2 separate regions of the Hordeum vulgare genome follow, and region 1 is linked to region 2. A link is a contact called in public Hi-C data. All regions are on one chromosome and are shown on one strand. The core of a region is the stretch at or near the end of the contact, and the rest is flanking DNA. Distances in the headings are between cores, read along the strand shown.

Region 1 (5,868 bases), core at 941-3,440, 150 kb after region 2:
ATTAGGCCATTCAAAAGTCCATGATTTCCAAAGATTTACTACCTCCACAGAATTTCTCTCAATCTCAATCTGCTGCCATCCCATATCATTTGCTAGTCAAATTGCATCTCAGACGATGTCCTCCATCAACCTAGAAGAAGTAGCAAAATCATACCATATGGTTTGTGCCCGTATAAGGTTTCCAGTTGCATTGCAGATGAGACAACCGATACCTCCATGACCTGCACTTTCAACAAATCGAGCATCCACATTAAGTTTGAGAATAGTTCGTCTAGCGGCTTCCGCCAATCTTGGAACTGAATGTTAGTCTTTTCTTGCTCCCTTCCAATCTGAGCTAACTCCGCTACGATATCAATTGCTCACTTAGCAGATTTTGGAACCGAGCATCGTTGTTCCTCATGCCTCCTTGCATTCCATTCAAACCAAACTGGTCACACACTACATAAAATCATACACGTCAAGCTTTAGTCCACCTTACCTCCCTGTATCATATCAAGTGTCCACAAGTCTGGATGAAGCTTGGGAAGTTTAATCCCAGGTCATGTCACCATCTGTTCCCGGAACATGCGAGCCCATGGGCATGTGAATAAGGCATGATATGTACTCTCCTCAACCCAACAATCCTCGTAGAACGAGATTTTCTCAATGCGTCAATCCCGAAGCAGCACTGCATGACATGTAACAAAGTTGTGGATAACCCTCCACCAGAAACACCTCATTTTGGGTCAAACCTCCATCCGCCATAAGATTTTCCATGCCATACTATACCCATTACTCGAGCTTGAAGTGAGAACCATTCTCCATTGTTTCTTAATAAGCAACTTATATGCCGATGTCACCAAAAATGCCTAGTGTATGTAGGATAGCTTCAACATCAATACCTAGCAAATTAGCTCTGACAATCTCCTCATCCCATATATTTGTTGGTGGCATCAAGAATCTGATCGACGTTATTAACATTAGAGTTAGGAGGTTTTACTATGATCTTGTAGGAATAGTTGGTAGGGATCGACATGTCCTCCCATATTCTGATTGATTCACCATCACCAACTCTCTTATTTAGAATCGACCGATGAGCTTCCTTGTTAGTATGGTACAACAAGTATGGGACGATCCTCTTCTTTTTGTAGCCGACATGAAGTCTTTACCATTTTAAAACTTACCTCTTAGAATTCTCACGCCTAATTATGTATTTCATTTAACAGGATTACCACGTTAATGCGAGGATTATCATCTAGTTGGTCTAATGAACCATATGATGAAATCAGGACCATTATTTGTAACCAGTAAATGTATATGTGCAATGCACGTTAGTATTTGGTAGAAATTATTTTTTATGGAGTACTCAATAGAATATTAACTGCACACTAATATTTGGTAGAATATAGTTTTTGAGGAGTATTTGGTAGAACATTAATTGCACGCTAATATTTGGTAGAATATAGTTTGAGGAATATTTGGTAGGATACTGATTGCATGCTTATATTTGGCAGAATATAGTTTTTGAGGAATATTTGACAGAATATCAATTGCATGCTAATATTTGGTAAAAATAATTTGTGTGTGAAATATTTGGTAGAATGTTAATTGCACCATAATATTAGGAAGATATTAATTACATGGTAATTATATGATTATCGCTGTTATTGATATTTGGTATACCATTTATTGCATGCTAAACATATCGATTGCTCGTCACCGAAGCAACATAGGTCGTTGGGGTGACATGTGTGGATTTTTTTTGGTAAGGAGAGCTTCCTCTCCTCGCAAAAAAAAGGAGAGCTTCCTCTCCGCCTTTTCTATTGTAATAAACCAATTTCTTAGAAACATGAATTGATGGTTTTTGAATCCGTTTTTTCTTATACAAATATAGATGAACATTTTTCTACGTGAATGAATGAGAGGGTGCTGCCCCCTATTTTCTTTTCTTAAGAAAAGCTCAAGCTCGTAGGCCCCTACTCATCCCATTAGGCAAATATATAGATGAACATTTTTCTATGTGAATGAATGAGGGGTGTTTGCGACTTTGATGATTGAGTAAATCGTAAATCTTGCTCAAAGTCTCTCTCTTTGAGACAATCTTGCTCAAAGTCAAAAGAGCTTAGCTTGACTCCAAGTGACGATCCGATCCATCTAAAGCCCGGCCCGGCCCGGCCCGGCCCATATGGGGGCTATAAGTAACCGAGCTCGTCAGCCTGACCAGATGCCCCTCATCATCCTTTCCTCTCCGGTACCCAGAATATTCTGGGGGAGAAAACGGAAAAAACAGTCCTCCAGCAGCTCCCCGATTCCCTCACAGGTTCGTCCCCCTGCCATTTTTTCATTCTCAGATCGAGGGGTTGACCTGCGGGAGAGAGACATAGAGGCACAATCGTGGCCATCCATGGCGATGCGTCGGTGAGCCGCCGCCCCGGCGAGCGGGAGGCGCGGCCGCCGCGGCGAGCATGGGCGCGGGGTCGGTAGATCTGGTGGGGCCGGGCACTGGGTGGCCGGCGCTCGCTGTCGGTGGCGGGGATGATGAAGCGCTTGTCGGTGGCGGATTTTTTGTTGTCCCTTCTTGGAAGAAAGGGAACTGCTCGTGCGGTCTATTATTGCTTTGGTTAAGCAGTCAGCTTAGCTAGTCATTCGTCCATTATTGCTGTTGTTGAGCAGTCCGCTGGCCATCATGTGGCCTTGTGTGATGGATGCTCATTTGAACCCGGCTTCATCAGTCAGTCGTCAGGTGGTGTGTCACCCGTCCGCTATGCAATGATTAAATGTTTTTGCTAATGTGTCCGTTCAGCTACTTTTACATATCTTGAATATACTTACATGATTATGCCTCACGATTTTACTAGGTACATTTTGCACCACGTTTACAAACAAGTTCTACGCCTTTAGTTGTCGAAATCGGTTGCTTGGTATAAGAGAGATGTTATTGTTCGCCGTAAGAGGTTGCGGTCCTATGCTATTTGGTTGCCATCTTACAGCTTTTAACTTGCGTGTTTGTAGAATGGCGCTCAACGAGAAGTACACGTACGCCGAGTTGGAGAAGGAGCCGTATTGGCCATTCGAGAAGCTGCGGATCTCGATTACAGGAGCTGGCGGCTTCATAGCCTCCCACATTGCAAAGCGCCTCAAGGGCGAGGGGCACTACATCATCGCCTCTGACTGGAAGAAGAACGAACACATGGAAGAGGATATGTTCTGCCATGAGTTTCACCTTGCTGATCTGAGGGTCATGGACAACTGCCTCAAGGTAACCACTGGGGTTGACCATGTTTTCAATCTGGCAGCTGATATGGGAGGGATGGGCTTCATCCAGTCCAACCATTCTGTCATCATGTACAACAACACTATGATCAGCTTTAACATGCTTGAGGCTGGTAGAATCAATGGTGTCAAGAGGTAACAATCCATCCAGTACTAGCTTCTATGGACCTCTTGTTTTTTCATCTGGGGAAGCTATATAAGATGCTAACTGTTATTGTCTGTTTAGGTTTGTCTTTTTTCGACAAAGGTTTAGGTCTGTCTGTCCAAAGAAAATCCTATAAATGCATAAACTCCACATATATTGTGGATTAGGCAGCAGTATGTCCGTTTCTTGTATAATTAAGGGGGCTTATCAACATCTTTGTTCAGTTCATGGATATGGAGAAATGAATGTTCCACATTAAGTACATTATTAGGGAAAAGTAGTAGAATTCCTATTTATGCATCATGGTTATGTTTGCTGAGATAGCGTTCAAATGGGCCCATATAGGGGCAAGTTTTTATTGGGTTACTTTTTGCAATATGATGGGTTGATGTAGCGACTCTTTGTTACATTGGCGTTAAGACCAGAAAATGTTAAAATCTTTGAACAACATCTTATCTGCCCCGACCTTTTATCTCGCAATATTCATTTACATAACCAGTATCATATTTAACTAATATGTAATGGTTTGGTAAGCTTAGAAGCAATGAAGAAAAATGATCCTTCAAAACATTGTCCCGCACTAATCACAAGAAAGAAGAATATGTGTTCAACTACAATAATTTTGACCTAATGCAGAAAGTTGCAGTTTTGTTTAGTCATGCAGATGGAAGGAAGGAAACCATATTGCAACAGCAAAACAGTAACCTTAACAGTTGACTCAAGCCAAATGTTAATGAACTTCAATTTCCTCCCTGCAGGTTCTTTTATGCTTCGAGTGCTTGCATCTACCCTGAATTTAAGCAGCTGGAAACTGTAGTTAGCTTGAAGGAGGCGGATGCTTGGCCGGCAGAGGTTTGAAAACTGTAGCACTCATATATGTTTCTTTATGAAATACTCCCTCCGTCCCAAAATTAGTGTCTCAACTTTGTACTAGCTCTAGTATAAAATTATACTAAGCTTGAGACACTTATTTTAGAACGGAGGGAGTACGAACTAACACCTTAATTATTGTGATAAAATAGCACTAACTTCCGCAATGCCTTATCTTTAGCCTCAAGATGCCTATGGCTTGGAGAAACTTGCCACTGAGGAATTGTGCAAGCACTACACAAAGGACTTTGACATTGAGTGCCGGGTTGGTCGCTTTCACAATATATATGGTCCATATGGGACATGGAAGGGTAAGATTTTATCTCGTAGTAGTATATAGGTGTTATTCTTAATGTGTTGGTGAGCTAGCTATTGAAGTTTGACAATTGTTTTGGTTATATAGGTGGAAGGGAGAAGGCACCTGCTGCTTTCTGCAGAAAGGCTCTAACCTCCACTGACCGGTTTGAGATGTGGGGAGATGGTCTGCAGACTAGATCCTTCACATTTATTGATGAATGTGTGGAGGGTGTCCTCAGGTATTTATTTTTTACCAACTTATGTTTATCTAGTCTAGTATTTCTTATTTTTTGCTATCAAATCTAGTACTGGTACGTCCTACTTTTTTGCTTTTGCATGCCTTATGTTAGCATCAAATAAATTTAGCATGAATTGCTCTATCTAGTGTGGATAATAAGACAAGTTGTGCTGAGATCACAATTAATGGGCTGCAGCTTTAGTTCTAACTTCCAAGGGAAGCATCAATTGTTTTAGCTTTCCTGAGACTTAAAAGTTTCATATGAAATGTTGATTCCCAGTCGACAGAATTGCAATTTGACAACCACCTGTTAGTAGATTAATTTCTTAATTGATTGTGATGGCCCAGCGAACAATTTTATCTCACAAGTATTCCAAAAGCTGGCAGTGATTTCATTTATTTTTGGGAGTGTCACAAGTTCTATTGCAAATTCTGTGATGTATAGGCTATTCTTATCAAAATACTACACATGTGTTCCTAATGAGTATCATGTTAAACCAGTGAATCTTCATTCTCATCCTACCATAAATAAATAAATTATAAAGTTCTCTCTTTTGTTCAAGAGCAATTTGATTTTTATGGCTGCTAAAAAATTGTTTTTTCAACCTTCAGGCTCACAAAGTCTGATTTCCGCGAGCCTGTAAACATCGGGAGTGATGAAATGGTGAGCATGAACGAGATGGCTGAGATAGTCCTGGGCTTCGAGAACAAGCAGCTGCCCATCCACCACATCCCTGGCCCCGAGGGCGTCCGTGGCCGTAACTCTGACAACACACTCATCAAGGAGAAGCTTGGCTGGGCTCCAACCATGAGGCTGAAGGTACCCTCCTGAAATTTTCAGAAGATCCTTTTTGTTCTGTTCAGTCACACATATACAGATGCTCATCACTCGTCAAACTGAATCCAAATTCTGCCTGCAGGATGGGCTGAGGATCACGTATTTTTGGATCAAGGAGCAGCTGGAGAAGGAAAAATCCGAAGGCGCAGACGTGTCGGCATACGGATCATCCAAGGTCTGCACCACGCAGGCACCGGTCCAGCTTGGCTCCCTCCGCGCCGCAGATGG
Region 2 (5,819 bases), core at 2,557-5,056:
CCCACTGCTGGAGAAAAGAACATGAATCCTGGTATCATTGAACAGACGTCCATCTAGAAGATTCTTAGCATTAGAAGCTCCTTCAATCGTTGCAAACTCCACAAAAGCATACTGCCTTTCTGGAAAAACTTTGACGTTTGTAACCACACCATGTGCTGCCATAGCCCGCCTTAGTGTCTCCTCGTTAACTTTATGTGTATTGGGTAAACCCACCCAGAGAACATTGGTAGGATTTTTTGCCTCTCGCATTCGTACTCCAGCAGAACCCTGACAAACAGAACATGATATGACAGTAAGTAACCCGCAGATCAAAGAGGACAGTACAACAGCAAGAACCAAGACAAGTAAACAGCAGTACCTTTGCATGTCCAACTCCCATTTCACCAGGTGGCAATGATCCTCTACCATTAAAGTTGCCTGCTTCCGACCGTTCCTATCCAAATCAGTACAAATAACTAGCAATAAGACAGTGTCCCTTTAAAAACTGCAGCCTAGAAGTACTATTCAAAAATAGATGCATACCACTCTGCCTCTGGACCTCTGGAAATCAACACACAATTCCTTGCCCCCTAAATCAGTCCCATTCAAGGCTCTATGGGCAGAAATGGCATCCTCCAGTTTCTCAAAATCGATGTATGCAGAAGTTTGATCATGAGAGAATGCAATGCCTTCAATCTTCCCAAACTTTTGAAACTCATCCTCTACCTCTTGCTTTGAAATAGACGGACTAATTCCTCCAACCCATAGGTTCCTAACAGCTCTAGCCTGTAAAAATCAATCAACAAACACAAGCCATCAGAAGGCATATTGTTTCTGTAATAATGAAATACTGGAAGAAAAAAATCGTCATCCAAGCAGTCCTAGCAACAAAAACTATGAGATAACTATGAATTTACTCTGTCTAACTTAAAGTGAAACAGATCAAAGGTAACATGCACTGCATAGTTAAATCAAATCACACATCAAACTGCGACATTTGTGCACAAATCATTAAACAACGCAGGATATGGATGGAGCAATTTCACGCTAAAAATAAACAACTACCACTGACCAAGGATCATCCATTATTAGTTACACCATTCGAACTTAAACCAAACAGGACAAGATATTGACCTGTTCCATAGCAAATTAAAAGTTGGAACAAGGAACAATCACCAATCTAGGAGTATTTCTATAGCTACTAATAAAGCATAACGTTCAAAAATGCAGAAGGCCACAGCTTAGAGCAGTGGGCTCTTAAGCGCGCTTGAGCGTTTTTTTAAACTTGGCCAGACTTTGACTGTTTTGAATAATATGCACAGGAAAATAGGAAACATAGCACATGGGTAGTTGAAATAGCATCTAAAATGCACTTAGCAACATAGCAAATACACATCAGGTTCGCACAGCAAGCAAGATAACAACTAAAATGCAGTTCGGTTCAAATAGACATAGCCAAATGCATATCATGTGGCCATGTTGCCAGAATCTGAAGGGAACAGTTCCCCTACAGACTCTAATAATAAGTTAAATGACATGCTGCCATTATTGCCCAAGAAGCTAAGCAGATAAAAACAGCCAAAATTTTTAAAATGCTTAATCTACCGCTTAGGGCTAGAGCGAAGCATTTTGCCGTCGCTCAGCGCTTAAGTGTCAGTTAAAAACGCTTTCTTGAACACTGATAAAGGGATTCGTGCTTCTGCCCGTCTGTCCTGACTTTGCCCCTGAAGTTGCCTGACCCGACCCTTTCACCGACCACTGCCATCCATAAGTGGTAGAAAAACTATCCGCTAAAGATCCAGAAATAACAAGAGCTGCCTGACCCGACCCTTGTTCCCCAATCCGGAAAACAATTTGCTAAAGATCCGCAAAAAACAATTACCCACCACTGCCATCCATAAGTGGTAGAAAACGATTCGCTAAGGGCGTGTTTGGTTTGGGTCACCAAGTAGAATCTAATGGGTCCGTCCTGCACCCAGAGCCCATTCTCATATTTGGTTCCTGTGAGGACCGGAACCCAGCCGTTCCCTTGAACGGTATATTTGGTCGATATGCCAAGCCTGGTCGTTCCTCCAAATCGGCTGGCCGACGTGGCACAGCTTCCCACCCCCCACCCCCCCCCCCCCACCCCCGCGCAATTCTCACTCACCTCCCAATTTCAATCGTTGTCAGCACCACGGGCCCTCCCGTATCTCTCCTCCTCGATCCGAGACGCCGTCGGGCACTCACATCTCTCCCTCTCCGGCACAGCCTCGTCTCTCTACTCTGATTCCACTGTCCTCTCCCGACCCGGCTACCACAGCCGCCAAGCCAACGAAGAGTCCCGTCGCTTTTCTCTGTCTCTGATGACGCGCACCTGCCGGACTTGGACCCGCGGTCGCCCCTCCTCCACCTTGAGCTTGACGCTAAGGACACGTCTGCCATTGTCGCCTGAAGCCTGGTCGTTCCTCCAAATCGGCTGGCCGACGTGGCACAGCTTCCCACCCCCCACCCCCCCCCACCCCCCGCGCAATTCTCACTCACCTCCCAATTTCAATCGTTGTCAGCACCACGGCCCTCCCGTATCTCTCCTCCTCGATCCGAGACGCCGTCGGGCACTCACATCTCTCCCTCTCCGGCACAGCCTCGTCTCTAAACTCTGATTCCACTGTCCTCTCCCGACCCGGCTACCACAGCCGCCAAGCCAACGAAGAGTCCCGCCGCTTTTCTCTGTCTCTGATGACGCGCACCTGCCGGACTTGGACCCGCGGTCGCCCCTCCTCCACCTTGAGCTTGACGCTAAGGACACGTCTGCCATTGCCGCCTGAAGCACCTACCCAAGAACTCGTCGGGATACTGCTGGCAAGCCAGCTCTTGGTCAGATCAAAGGAGTACAGCTCGGCACGCACAATTACCCAGCCAGAGATGAGACTGTTGCTGCTTCGCCATGTGTGCACCCAGCCACCTGGGTGCCTCCGCCAGACCACCCCGTCACCGCTGATCCCGTGTGCCCCCGCTCGAATAACTAAATACTCCCTCCGTCCCAAAATTCTTGTCTTAGAGTTGTCTAGATATGAATGTATTTGTCACGTTTTAGTATTTAAACACATTCATTTCTAGACAAACCTAAGACAAGAATTTTGGGACCGAGGGAGTATTTCAGAGCTGCTGGAGGCCTCAGCCCACACCGCCTAAATAAACCGCAAATCACAAGCACCAAGACCTAATTACCGGAAAATTCACATCGCGAACCGCACCCAGATCCCCGGGGGATCCAGGGTGGGAGCGGATCCGGGTGGGGGTGGGGGTGGGACGAGAGAGAGGAGTAGGAGAGGGGGGGGGGGGGGGTGATAAGTTACCGGCCGGCCGAACTCGACCCGGATGGGCAAGCCCTTGACCTTCGACCCGCGAAGCGCCTCGAGGGCGGCCCGGGACTCGTCGACGGAGCGGAAGAGGACGAAGGCGTAGCTGCGGGAGCCGGCGCGCATGACGACGCAGTCGAGCGCCCCGTGCGGGGCGAAGGCCGCCATGACGTCGTCCTCGCCCGCGTGCGTGGGCAGGTTGCCGACCCACAACGTGTTCGTCTCGTGGGCGGCCCCTGGCGCGGCGGCGGGCTCCGATTCCTTCGGCGGGGATGCCGACGGCCTGGCCGCCTCCGCGGCCTCGGAGGGCTCCGCGGGCGGCGGCTCCGACGACATCTGCGGCGGTGGGGATCAGGGCAAGGAGAGATCGCCGGGAGTTAGGTTTGGATTAGGATGTGGGGATTTCGGCTGTCTGGGACGGGGAACGGACGGGGTGAGGGGAGCCGGCCCGCGGGCCGGACTGTATATACCGCGGGCTGGGCAGCGACGTCTGCCCACAGTCCGTGGGCGGCACCGTTTCTATCCTGCTCCAATTAAAAAAGAAAAAATATATCCCCGCCACACAGAACAGATGAATATGCAGAAAAATGATAATGAACGCCCGTTCACACAGTTCTTCGTGGAGTGACGTTTTAGCAGCTCCCCGAATTATCACTGGATGCTACTCCGTTCCGGTGCGGAGTCGTAGAACGGAGGAAGTCAAAACACGTTCTGAATATGTATGTTTTTTCAAGAAAAAACAGATAAGTATAACCTTCTCAAAATAAGCAAGTTTACCCAACACATAGTCCGAAATTTTCATTACGCCTTAATAACCAAGGACAAATAGCTCGTTCATAATTCATTCAAGTTTACATCGTCTCAATCTAGCAAAATAAACACAAGTAGATAGGAACATAAATAATTAGTTGTTGTCTTATTTCTCAGGAGACATAACTTTGGTCATCATACTAGACAAATTGATCAGTAAAGACAAAAATGATAAGACTACAATTATGCGAACACGCAACAAAATAATGAGATATGTATAGAAACGGTCGAATTGACTTGTCTCTCAACTACTTATTCACTTGTCTCGAACTACTCTTTTTTGGAGGAGATAAGGACTACAATTGCATCATCTTACATCTTGATGGCTTCTGCAATCGGCACAAGAATCGACTTACTTATTATATGTCGTCGTTTTCTCACGACAGATGTCATGGGTAAGCTTATCGAAAGTGGTTGGGATCGAAGGGACACCGACGGGCTTCGAGAACGAGATTAATAACTAGCGATGCAAGACGCACGATGTACCCAGGTCCAGGGCTCTCCGTGTGAGATAATACCCCTAGTCCTGCTGGAGTGGTTGATGAACCAAAAGGATTACAAGATGCTCCTTGACCTGTTCGACGGAGAAGGAAGATGGAGCAGCCGGCTCGCTATCTGCCTCTCCTGTATTGGGTGTGTGGGTGTGAGAATGGCCGACCCTCTGAATGGAGGGGAGCCAGGGGTTTTATAGACGACCCCCCCCCCCCGACCTACAAAATGGATAATGTGTACAATATGGGGGTGTGACGCCATCGGTTTAATCGTACGCTAAACATACACGCAAATGCGTACGATCAAATCCAAGGACTCACGGGAAGATATCACAACACAACTCTAGACACAAATAAAATAACATCAGCTTCATATTACAAGCCAGGGGCCTCGAGGGCTAGAATACGAAAGCTCGATAAACACACGAGTCAGCGGAAGCAACAATATCTGAGTACAGACATAAAACATGGGGTGCCTTAGAGAAGGCTAGCACAAAAGATACAACGATCGAACGAGGCGAGGCCTCCTCCCTGGGAACCTCCTAACTACTCCTGATCATCAACGGCCTCCACGTAGTAGAAGGCACCGACGGGGTAGCAGTCGTCATCGGCGGGGACCTCCATCTCCTAGGCACCATCATCTGGTCGCAGCAAACGGATTAAGGGGACAAGGGGGGAGCAAAGCAGCGGTGAGTACTCATCCAAAGTACTCGCAAGTCTTACATCAGAACTATGCTAAATATCCACCAGTATCAAAGAAGGGGGGTTATATGTGGACTGACTGCAGCAATGCGAGAATAGAGAGAGAAGGCCCAGTCCTATCGAAGACTAGCATCTTCAGGGTCTTGCAGCAATAGACGAGAGTAGAACAGGGGGTAAAACAATAATAGTCATATTGTTGCATCAATATTAAAGTGAGGTCACGCCTAAAGATCCTCCCTCGACTCCCTGCGAGGAAGAAATCTCGAGGCAAACTAATTCCAGTTAAGTAACAATTGTAGTTGTATAAGATCGGGGCACAACTCCAAGTCATCCTGTAACCGTGGACACGGCTATCCGAATAGTTAATTTTCATCCCTGCAGGGGCGCACCACATGTCCCGTCACGCCCGATAACACTCTGGCCGGACATACTTTTCTGGGTCCTGCGCGGCCTCGGAATATCGACACGTCACAGCCCCACCTAAGACTAATCAGAG

The links. Hi-C and Micro-C count contacts between places; a contact is called where the count stands out from the background.
Region 1: a contact with region 2 is called in a Hi-C map of seedling, with 2.3 times the contacts expected there. The contact joins the promoter of LOC123399930 here to the promoter of LOC123399925 in region 2. A contact is called at or near these places in 2 of 6 Hi-C or Micro-C datasets (leaf and seedling).

Annotation. Positions count from the first base shown.
Region 1 is chr5H:492,619,564-492,625,431 of MorexV3_pseudomolecules_assembly, forward strand. It overlaps LOC123399930 (GDP-mannose 3,5-epimerase 2), which reads left to right and starts at 2,191. Exons shown (of 7, transcript XM_045094320.1): 1 at 2,191-2,299; 2 at 2,992-3,387; 3 at 4,156-4,249; 4 at 4,449-4,578; 5 at 4,671-4,803; 6 at 5,415-5,622; 7 at 5,723-5,868. The coding sequence starts at 2,993.
Region 2 is chr5H:492,467,295-492,473,113 of MorexV3_pseudomolecules_assembly, forward strand. It overlaps LOC123399925 (flowering time control protein FPA), which reads right to left and starts at 3,807. Exons shown (of 7, transcript XM_045094310.1): 1 at 3,318-3,807; 2 at 523-765; 3 at 359-433; 4 at 1-267. The coding sequence starts at 3,656.